Linked DNA regions of Mus musculus: region 1 is linked to region 2. A link is a contact called in public Micro-C data. All regions are on one chromosome and are shown on one strand. The core of a region is the stretch at or near the end of the contact, and the rest is flanking DNA. Distances in the headings are between cores, read along the strand shown. Region 1 holds the start of Pax2 (paired box 2). Region 2 holds the start of Dmrt3 (doublesex and mab-3 related transcription factor 3).

Region 1 (5,147 bases), core at 2,258-4,757, about 19 Mb after region 2:
GGGCCTTCTTGCAGGACCGCAGGCCTCCCGCACACCTAACACTCACGCAGAGCAGGCCCGCTCCAGCGGAGAACCAGCTTGACCCTAGGCTTTCGGAAGGGAGGTAGTAGGAGTGGGGCTGCCAGGCGCCAAGCGAGCATGGCAGAGGTGGCAGCAGAGAAGGCGAAGGAACTGAGATCCACAAGGAAGATTTATTGGGCAGATCAGATGCACAGAGGCGACTAATGAAGCAAATCCCGAGATGGGTATCAGAGCAACTCCCCAAAAGTTTATTTGCCTTTAAATTTCCGCAGGGAGGCGGGCTCCTTGTTTGAAGTGTAAATGCCCCTAGGTTGTGGGGGGGTGTTGAAGGGCTGCTTTGAAAACACTAGAGAGAAAAGGTTCATTTAGAGTCAGATGAGGGAAAAGCAACCAAGCCTGACAGGTCGAGCCCTGGCTGTGTTTGGGGTTGGGTTGTTGTCTTTCTTTTTCTTTCCTCCCTTTCCTCTTCTTTCTTCTTTTCTTTTTCTACTCTTTCCCCTTCTGTTAGGGCCCATAGAAGAAGAAAAAGAACAGGAAAGGGGGAGTCAGAAGGAGAGGCCATCGAGAAGGGACATCTGCAAATCAGCCCTTCCTTCTAAAGTCCAAAGAGAGGGCTGTGCAGAGGCTAACGGGCTTCCAAAGCAGCAGGGTAGATCGCCTTTTGATTATCTAGACCCAGAAACCAGCTGGAAAACTAACAGGGAAACTGGAGGTGTGTGTGTGTGTGTGTGTGTGTGTGTGTGTGTGTGTGTGTGTGTGTGTATGTGTGTGTGTGTGCGCGCGCGCGTCCCAGGAGTCCTGGGAAGGCATGCCTGAGTTTTCTGGAGCTACATAGAAATTAGACTATCACTAGCCCTCATTCCTAAGAGGATGTATGTGGCAGATACTTGCGTAAGTGCAACTTCAAAAGTGTTTTACGAATTGAATTGTTAGTTCTCTTTACAAAATGTAAAGTTCGACCCCACTCCCATTCTTATGGGGAAATATCCATTGTCTATGTTCACATTTCATAGGACGTGAAACATGAAACTATATTTCAGTTCTAGAGGACTCTGGATCTCTGTTGGAGTGAGGAACTCCGCTGATTTTTGTTTCCTCAACAGACATACCAAGACTTAACTTAAGCACACCCAACAAGAGTTCCTTTATGAACTCTTCTGAATGCTCCCCACCTCAAATTCTGGACTGATTGCTTCTTCAAAGGAAGATAAGGCTACTGCGGTTACTACCACCTTAGAGCTTCTGGCTCCCCAGTATGGGAGCTGACCCTTTTAGGCTGAAATAACTCTGTTTCCACACACACACACACACACACACACACACACACACACACACACACACACACACACACACACTTCTTTTCTGTTCCCTATGAGAAGTTAGTGCGTGTTGCTGAGGTTGTGAGGTTGTGAGATTTGGCCAAAGCAAACCCGGGAGCGCCATCTACAGGCCTTGAGAGGAAGGCATTGGTTTTCCTGGCAGGACCCCTGAACCTCCTACTCTTCCTGCCCACGGGAACCTAGTCCTCAGACCAAAGGAAGTGGGGGACAGGGTGGTGGTGGGCAGATGGAAAGGTGGTTTATTTTTATTTTTATTTTTTAGTTTCTTACTTTCCAGCAGTTACTCTGCAATTGGATTAATCTAGCCGGAAATTTCCAGGAGACCGGGCAAAGGCCCAGATCCCAACCGACCCAGCTCCCCTTGGAATGGAAAGCTCAGAATCCGGTGTAGCTGAGCCTGGCCTGAAACTCACCCAGAATGTGGGCGGTTCTAAATGCCCGGTAGGAGTCAGTCTGAGACGGGCTGAGAGTCTAGTGGGTGCTTCCCCCAACCCCATCTACTGCCGAGGCTTTTTGGCTATAGGGACAGGGGCACTGTCTACACTCATTGCCCTTCCTCTGGGCTTCAGGAGCTGCAGACAACACCAAGGAGTCTTGGGTCCGCCGGGCAAGAAAGCTGTGTTTCTCAGCTTGAGCTTCCTGGAGCCGCCCTTTTTCAGACCCAGGGAAGCCTGGGAGGAGGGAGCGAAAAAGGGGGGGGGGGTGAGTTAAAACATCAGCTGAAGTGCCAAGATGATTTATGAGACTAGGGAAAATATTTCATAAAGATCTCCTGGATATTCTGTACTTAACCAGTTAGGAGACAAAGGGCTTCTCTCGCTTAGTGCGTGCGAGAAGACCCCAGCGAACAAGGGAGCGAGTGCGGGCCAGGCTGCAGAGACTGGGCCAGCGGCTCTGGTAGGAGCCGGGCCAGGCCGGCGTGCTGCGCCAGCTGCGCTCGCTCGGGATCTGCAGAGCTGGCGGCGGGCGGCGCTCAGTCGCGTTCATAGCCTCCTCTTCTCCCCAGCCGGGGAAAGAGAACGCCTTGGTCCCGCCTTGGGCTTCTGCATCCTCTGTCACTGCCGCGGACAAGCCGCTGCGCACCGTCTCCCGGCACAGTCCCTTCCCTAGCTACCCGAGGGTCCAGGTGCCAAGTTCCCTGGCTCTCCTACCATCCGTTGGGTCCCACCAAGGCAGGTGGGTTCTAGCCAGAGGCCTCTAGCTTGATTCCAAACCAGGCGTCTGGACTGCCCAGACTCCGGGGAGGGGGTGCGCGCCACCGCGTGTGGGACGGGAGGGGACAAACTGCTGGGCACTTTGCCCCGGAATGAGAATCATGCGTGCGTGGATGGGAAGGTACCACAGGAGGAAAAGGCGAAAGGGAAGGACCAGAGGGAAAGGGAGAGAGGAAGGAAGACACAGGGAGAAACGGAAAGGAACTCAGCGCAAGGGTAGCCGAGTTAGGACAGGGGCTGCGGACTCGCGGGCGTCTGGGATTTGCGGGCATTGGCCGGTGGATGGCAGGGCTGGGCGAGTTAGGACTGAGAGCCTGGCTTCGGAGTGCCGCGCGCTCGGAGGCCCTCTGTGGTTGCCTGAATATTCATTAGGCTGGCCGCTCTTTATCCTTATCTAACGTTTATCTTCTCGGCGAGTTTCGTTTCTCAGTGTAGTTTTAATCCGGGGCTCCCATTCCTCCTCCCCCTGGCCCGCTCCTCACCCTCCCTCTTCCTTCACCCGCTGCTCCCTCCCGTTTCCCCCCCCTCCCGGGCCCTCCCCTCGCCAGCACCGGAGTGACAGGCGCGGGGCCCTCCTTGCCGAAGCTCGGGGCTCCGGCGCTGGCGAATCACAGAGTGGTGGAATCTATTGCCTTTGTCTGACAAGTCATCCATCTCCCGGCGCGGGGAGGAGGAGGGGGTCTGGAGGGGGCTTTGCAGCTTTTAGAGAGACACACACCGGGAGCCCAGGCTCCAGTCTCCGGCCGAGTCTTCTTGCAGCCGCAACCCACCTGGGGCCAGCCCAGCGCTGCGGGCGCCGCTCGGCTCCTAGGCTGCCTCCCTCCCTCCTGGCCCTTCGGTCGCCGCGGCGTGCGCCTGCCTTTTCCGGGGGCGGGGGCCGGCTCGCACGCTCCCCTCCCGCGGGCGCCCGCTTGGACATCCCGGGGATTGCTACTTCTCTGCCAACTTCGCCAACTCGCCGGCACTTGGAGCGGCCCGGCTCCCCTCCTGGCGCCCTCGGGCCGCCCCCGCCCTGAGCTCTCTTGGTTCAGAGCCTCTCGGACAACCGGGTTCCAGGGGAGCTGAGTGAGCCGTCTTCCCTACCCGGCCTCAGCTCTGGCCGCAGCTGGCGCGCGAGCCATGCGCCCCAAGTGCCCCTTGGTCCAGCCAGTCGCCCCGGGGCTGCGTTGCTGACTGCCCAGCCGCGTGCCCCAACGGTGGCAAGTTGCAGCCTCTGCGGTCGCAAACCCCAGCGGGCCCGGAGGAGTCCCGGCGTGGAGCGCGGCGCGGCGTCCCCCGCCCTCGCTTGCCCCCCAGCAGTCGGGCGCCCGCTCACTCTCCCTCCCCCACCGTCCCTTCCTTTTCTCCTCAAGTCCTGAAGTTGAGTTTGAGAGGCGACACGGCGGCGGCGGCCGCGTTGCTCCCGCTCCTCTGCCTCCCGATGGATATGCACTGCAAAGCAGACCCCTTCTCCGCGATGCACCGTGAGTACCGGCGCCCGGCTCCTGTCTCGGTTCCAACCCCATGTAGCCCCAGCGCGGTCCGGCCCCCTGCGCTCAGGTCTCACCCTAGAGGCCACACTGGCCTTTCCCTGCTCCCTCCTTTCGTCCTTTCTCTTACCTAGTGTTTCTCACGCCTTCAGCCACCGTTCTGCTTTTTGCCACGCCATACTCACGGTTCTGCCTGCCTTTCTACCTTCACTAGTGTCTCACCTCCCTCGGCTCCTTCCACCTGCTCCTCCTTACCTCTCGGGATCCATAACCCTGGGCCCAGGTTCCAGCCACCCACCCCCTAGTCAGTCTTTGCCCTGGACTAAAGGACTAATTGGCAGTAGTTTTCAGGCTGTTCTCTCTCTCTCTCTCTCTCTCTCTCTCTCTCTCTCTCTCTCTCTCTCTCTCTCTCTCTCTCTCCTCCCTCATCTTTACCTTCCTCAAACTTAGAGTTGTGGGTAATCGTGAGGAGGCTCCTAGTTTGGGCAGCCTTGGTGTCAGGACAATTATGCCTAAGATCCTGGGGGTGTGACCCCCTTCTGAGCCTAAGCTCTCGGCGCCTCTTGTTCCCTTCGGCTTAGTTAAGGCTTCCTGGGGGGCTGCTTTGCTACGTCCCACCCTTTCTCCCACCCTCACCTCTTCCCCCCCCCCTTCCCTTCCCTTTTAGCTAGGAACAGGAGAGTGGCCGGTCACTTTTTTTTTTTTTTTTAACTTTGCCTAGGGAAGTGATCATTCTAAAAAAAAAACAATGAAGGATTTTGAGAAGAAATCAAAGTCAGGGAGAGAGGTAGAGCCATCCAGGCCAGCACCTGGATGCTGTACACTCGAGAGACTTCCTTGCCTGTCTCCACTCACTGTTGAGGACCATTCAGCCAGCGCCCTGGCCAGGGGGTCAGCAAGAATGGATATAATCAGAGGGAAAGAACAAAAGAAAGACAAATGCCAAGGCTGAGGAGAAAGGAAGGAGAAATCAAACCAAGAGGGGGGAAAATCAAGGAAAGAAAATTAAAAGGATGTTGGGGAAGAGAAATAAGAAAATAGGAATAGAGGAAATATCATAATGATATTTGAATGCATCTAATTCATAACGGCTCTTTAGCTCC
Region 2 (5,086 bases), core at 1,077-3,576:
AACATAAATACAAACCTGTCCCTATAGGGAGATGTTGTCAAATACTGGGATATGGAAAACATTCCCATCAAATATGAGAAAAGGATTACCGCGCTATATCAAATGAGTATTTAGATCTCGGCCCTCGATGTGCACTGGAGTGAAACGGGGCCCAGTACCAAATAATACCAGAGTGTGTGAGTGGCACTGGGATAGGGTGGCTAGGTGACCCAGGAAGGAAAGGGGATTGCTTTGAGAATGAAAATGTCCCCTAAAAACCTGGTGCAGAACTCTGCTGCTCTCTTTCCCCAGAGAAACTAGTTACTCTTATTTTCCTGATCTGTTTCCCTGACCATTTAAAGAGAAATTCAGCTTCGATAAAAGTCCGTGGTCCTCGTCTTTCTTAGACGCACAGATTTCAGATTGAAACAGTACAAGTTCCCAGATTCGTGCCATTCGCAGAGCATAAAAAGTGATTTCTGTACCTTTCCCCCCTGTTTCGGGGCCCAAAGATCAACGCGTGACCCTTGTGCCCCGTCTCCACAATTTACAAAAGTCCTACTAGTTGTAGAGTTAGAAACTTGTTTTTCTGACCAAGGGTGGAAAGAGGCCAGGTTAGAAGGGTGGGGGGAAAAGGGCAAAAGCCAGGGGTACTGGTTCCGTGCAGTTTTGGGGAAATTATCTTGGAGATAGCATTCGTGTGCAAGGGGTTCCTTTCCAGTCCCAGCAGGTCAGCCCGGAACAACTATCAACTCCTCCACGCACCTGAAACCCGAGTAGCTAAGGGCATCGAGGGGGAAAAAAGGTACAAAGCTACATTTATATTCCGCGTTCAAAGCTCTCTCCCGGTTCCAAATCACTCTTCTGGGCAGAGAGCTTGCTGCTTGAACCTCGGACGACACAGTCCTAGAATTCACAGCAAACTCAAGATTGCCAGCGATGCTCTCTTCCTTGGCTGGCGGTAGGGCTGGGCACTGGAAAGCGACCTCCAGAAAGAGACTATGGTCTCTGTGCAGTTCAGGAGTCAGGTACCGCAGCAGACCCGTTTACGTTAACTTTCACCCACACAGTAAGAAGCGGAGCGCACGTTCCCAGGGGCCGCTAAAAGACCGTCCGGGACTTCCGTTGGCTCCTTCCCACTGAGTTGTTAAAGCGGTCCTGAGCCTACTTTATGCCTTGATTTTTGTTCGGTTGTTTTCTTGGTTGAGTGAAAAAAGGCAGCCTTCTCTACACGTACGTAGTAATACTCGACATTGGACAAACCAATACTGAAAACAAGCAAAGAGTATAAACGAAATTTATGCTGTAAAAAAAAAAGGCTTATGCAGTCTAAGGTTATACAGGAGACTCTTCATCGTCACGCAAAGATTGTTACGAGTAGGGTCTATTCCTTATTCTTAAGTAAAACACAGCGTCTGTGGGGATTTGAACTGGGCAATTCCGGACCTTGGCTGATTCAGTGGCCTTTGCGTGAACAAAATACCAGGTAACTTTGGGGCCACTAATGTGTCTTCTCCCTACACCCTCGGAAAGTTTAAACAGTGCTTAAGAAAAACATCCAAGAGAGCACTTGGCAGTCCAAGGCAGAGAGGTCATTCAAGGCAGAGATTGTTTATTTTAAAGACAAGAGGAGGTTAAGTAGAAAATTGAAGTTACCCTATAAAACGAGTTGTCTTCCTGAAGCCTGACAGATTAAAAAAAAAAATACTCATTTTTCTTCTGTAGCAATGAAAAAGAAACTAGATTGCAAAACCAAGCGAAGAATTCCCGAATCACTACTACCCCTCTTTTGATTCCTCTTGCCAGGTGGAGACTTTCCGGTTCTTGAAACCCGGTTCTCCCGGGGCCGACCTGCGGAGTACCCTCAATTCCCTCGCAAGCTCCGAATGGCTGAGGCCAAGGGTGGGAAGGAAAGCGGTCTAGGGCTCAGTGCTTCGAGGCCAGTGCTGGAGCGACGTGAGAGGGTAGGGGAGAGGCCTGCCGGCTGGCTTACAAACACCCACCCCCCTCCCCATCGTCCCCCGCCCCACACCCGGTCCGCCCAGCGCTCCCGCGGTACCGCAGCGGCGCAGTCCCTCCCGGCTCAGGAAGGGGTAACAGAGCGCTTGGCAGAGGGGGCTGTGAGCGCCCCCGCCTGAGAGGCCAGGCTGCAGGTGGCGGGGAAGGTGAGGTGCAGGAACCCGAGGGGTGCCTGCCAGGGAGGAGGAAAGCGCGTGGGGAGCGCAAGGAGGCTGGGACCCCGATTGGGGGGGGGGTGGCGGCGGGAGGGAGGAGGGACTGGGGGGGGAGGGTGGCGGAGGAGGTGCTGGGTCCAGTCTGCGAGGAAGGGACCAGGGAAGGAAGTGGCTCAGACCGTAATCAGAGCTCTCCCCGGCTCCTTGCAGCTGCTGGAGAGCCTCAGCGTGGGAGGACCTGCGGGTGGAGCCTGCGCCCCGAGAGCGGCGGGCAGAGAGGCGGCACGCGTGGGTACCGGCGGGCTGCGAGCGCCATCGGAGCCGGGGAGACTGCTGCCGTAGCTCCGGCCGCCGCGGACCTTCCGGGGCCTCCCGAGAGCGGGCCTCCGAGCTCTGTGCTCCAGCTCCCGCCGCCGGCCGGGGGGAGCCCTGGGCATGAACGGCTACGGCTCCCCCTACCTGTACATGGGCGGCCCGGTGTCGCAGCCGCCGCGGGCGCCCTTGCAGCGCACGCCCAAGTGCGCGCGCTGCCGGAACCACGGGGTGCTGTCCTGGCTCAAGGGCCACAAGCGCTACTGTCGCTTCAAGGACTGCACCTGCGAGAAGTGCATCCTGATCATCGAGCGGCAGCGGGTGATGGCGGCGCAGGTGGCGCTGCGCAGGCAGCAGGCCAACGAGAGCCTGGAGAGCCTCATCCCGGACTCGCTGCGGGCTCTGCCAGGGCCCCCGCCGCCGGGGGACGCTGCGGCCACCGCCGCTACCGCCTCGCAGTCGTCGCCAGCCTCCCAAGCGTCCCAGCCGCCCGCGCCGCCTCGTCCCACCGCGGAGTTGGCCGCGGCCGCCGCGCTGCGCTGGGTCGCGGAGCCCCAGCCCGGGACGCTGCCAGCGCAGCTTGCTAAACCAGGTGAGAGCGTCTGCGGCGCTGGGGTCGCGCTCCGAATGAGGGAGCTTCGAGGGCTCTTCGGGATCGTGGGGGAAGGCCGAAGACAAGTTTGTGGGAAGTGGACCTGGTTGGACCTGCCCCACCCCCACCAGGCACCGGTTCTTACTCTCCCGGAAAGGGGGTCTCGAGAGTCTGAAGCCGATGGAACCCAGGAGCCCGCCAGAGGGGCCAACCAGATCGCCTGGCTGTGTCCCTATCGTCAGAGGCTTTCCCCGGGTTGAAAGGGAACATAGCAGGTCAATTTTAAAAATAAAATGATGTCTTGGGGAAGACCGACTTTAAACACACCACAATGAGGAGGGTTATCCGGGCTGCGGGTTTTAGACGGGTGGGGGCTCTCACTTGGAGCGAGGGGGTAAGTAGGTGCTGGCTAGCAGTCAGGGCCCAGTGCTTTGCTGTTTCTAGGTGATTCTTGGCTTGGTCCGGAACAGGCGTTTTGTCTCTTACTTAAAGGAACTAGGAGTCGTTTTGTTTTTTTTAGCCAGGCTAAGAGGCCTCAAGACTTAGAATTTGAAAAAAAAAAAAAAAAAAAAGGCGCCTTTTAAGAACTCTAAGGAAAAGGCTCCAAAGTGAAGCTACTTAACTCTCTTTTGCTGAACTACTTCTTTGGTCCTTTATTGCCATTTCCCGGGCTGCTGTGGTGTGAAGAAATTAAAACCAAAACTTGGCCTACAGTGGAGAAAACCTAGCAAGTGCCTTTCCAGGATTTTGCGGGGTTGGCCTGGCCTGAAATAATGAGGGGCTTTCTGGCCATCTAGCTTCCCGCTGTTCAGATATGCTCTGATTTTGGGGATGGGTTAACAGGGTTCTGAGCCCTGACAGTGGGCAGACCCCGGTTTCTACTTAGTTCTCTCTTTCTGGCTCTTTCCTGAGTCCCTGAGTCCGGCTGCCCCTATTTTAAGCCTCTTCCTCTCTTTCCTCCGAGGAACCTCTAGCTTTACTCCTGGCCGCTCGCAGCCTCCTGGCAACCGGAATTCAATGGAGTTTGGTGTTTCCCCTTCACTGGGTAAACGTACAAAGGAGACAGGCCCATCTCCTTCGGAATGGGGTGTACTGGAATTAGGAGTGAAAGGTCCGTAGTTTTTCTGGTAGCTAGAGCCTCTGTCTCTACTTTCTCAGCTGCTCAATGACAGCTCTTGCTCTTCTTCAGAGAACCCCAGAGCACTGTGCTGAACTGGGGGTCTGGGGGGGCTACTCACTGTTGGTGTGTGGTGAGGTGGTAGGTAGCTTGGCCAGTTTGTCCTACCTTCTGGCTCAATTGTGCCCGGTAGGCCTGAAGTTCAGAAAGCAGTTTGCTGGCTGGGTTTTGTGGCTATTTAACAAGGAACATATAAGCATGTCTCAGAAGCACCGCCCCACGACCCTCATCTTATATTTGTGGATTTGACAGTAGAGAAACTAGAGCCTATTGTGGGAGGAGGGCTTGTCCTGAGAACAAGAAGGGGTGTTTGGTCTTAGTCCCAGAATTCCATGCTACCCACTTTTAATTTTCCGTTCCTGGTTTTCCTGGCTCTGGGAGTCCCCTGGACTAGAGAAGAAGAGGTCGAGTTAAAAATTCAACTTGCTATTTTACAGTGCCCAGCTGCCTATCAGCAGCTCTTAAAGAGCACTAACCTTGAGTTCTGTGGTCTCTGTCCAAGAGGGGACTCCTTTAGCATCGCGTGGTTCTCAACGGGTTGTCCTTCTCCATAGCCAAAATGTATAAAGAGCCAACAAAACCCAAAGCAAGGAGAAAAGGGGGTGGATGAGGGCATTGAGGAGGCCAAGTTGAGGCAGGAGGGCCCAAGCCTTAGGAGAATTAAAAGGGGCAAAGAATTTCAAGGGTGCTAACCAGGCACGGTGCAGGATTTCTCTCCTTCTATGTTCACGAGCTACTCAGAAGTAGCCTGAGCCTTCCAAATTGAGAACAAGTAATTGAGAGAGAGGGGGAAAAAACAAGAAGAGGAGGAGGAGGGGAAGGAGGAGGAAGGAGGGGAGGAGGAAGAAGAAG

The links. Hi-C and Micro-C count contacts between places; a contact is called where the count stands out from the background.
Region 1: a Micro-C map of embryonic stem cells shows a contact between it and region 2, with 15 times the contacts expected there. A contact is called at or near these places in 3 of 484 Hi-C or Micro-C datasets (all in embryonic stem cells) and 1 of 9 other capture datasets (embryonic tail).

Annotation. Positions count from the first base shown.
Region 1 is chr19:44,753,399-44,758,545 of GRCm38.p6, forward strand. It overlaps Pax2 (paired box 2), which reads left to right and starts at 3,508. Exons shown (of 10, transcript NM_001368747.1): 1 at 3,508-4,038. The coding sequence starts at 3,996.
Region 2 is chr19:25,608,211-25,613,296 of GRCm38.p6, forward strand. It overlaps Dmrt3 (doublesex and mab-3 related transcription factor 3), which reads left to right and starts at 2,327. Exons shown (of 2, transcript NM_177360.3): 1 at 2,327-3,057. The coding sequence starts at 2,589.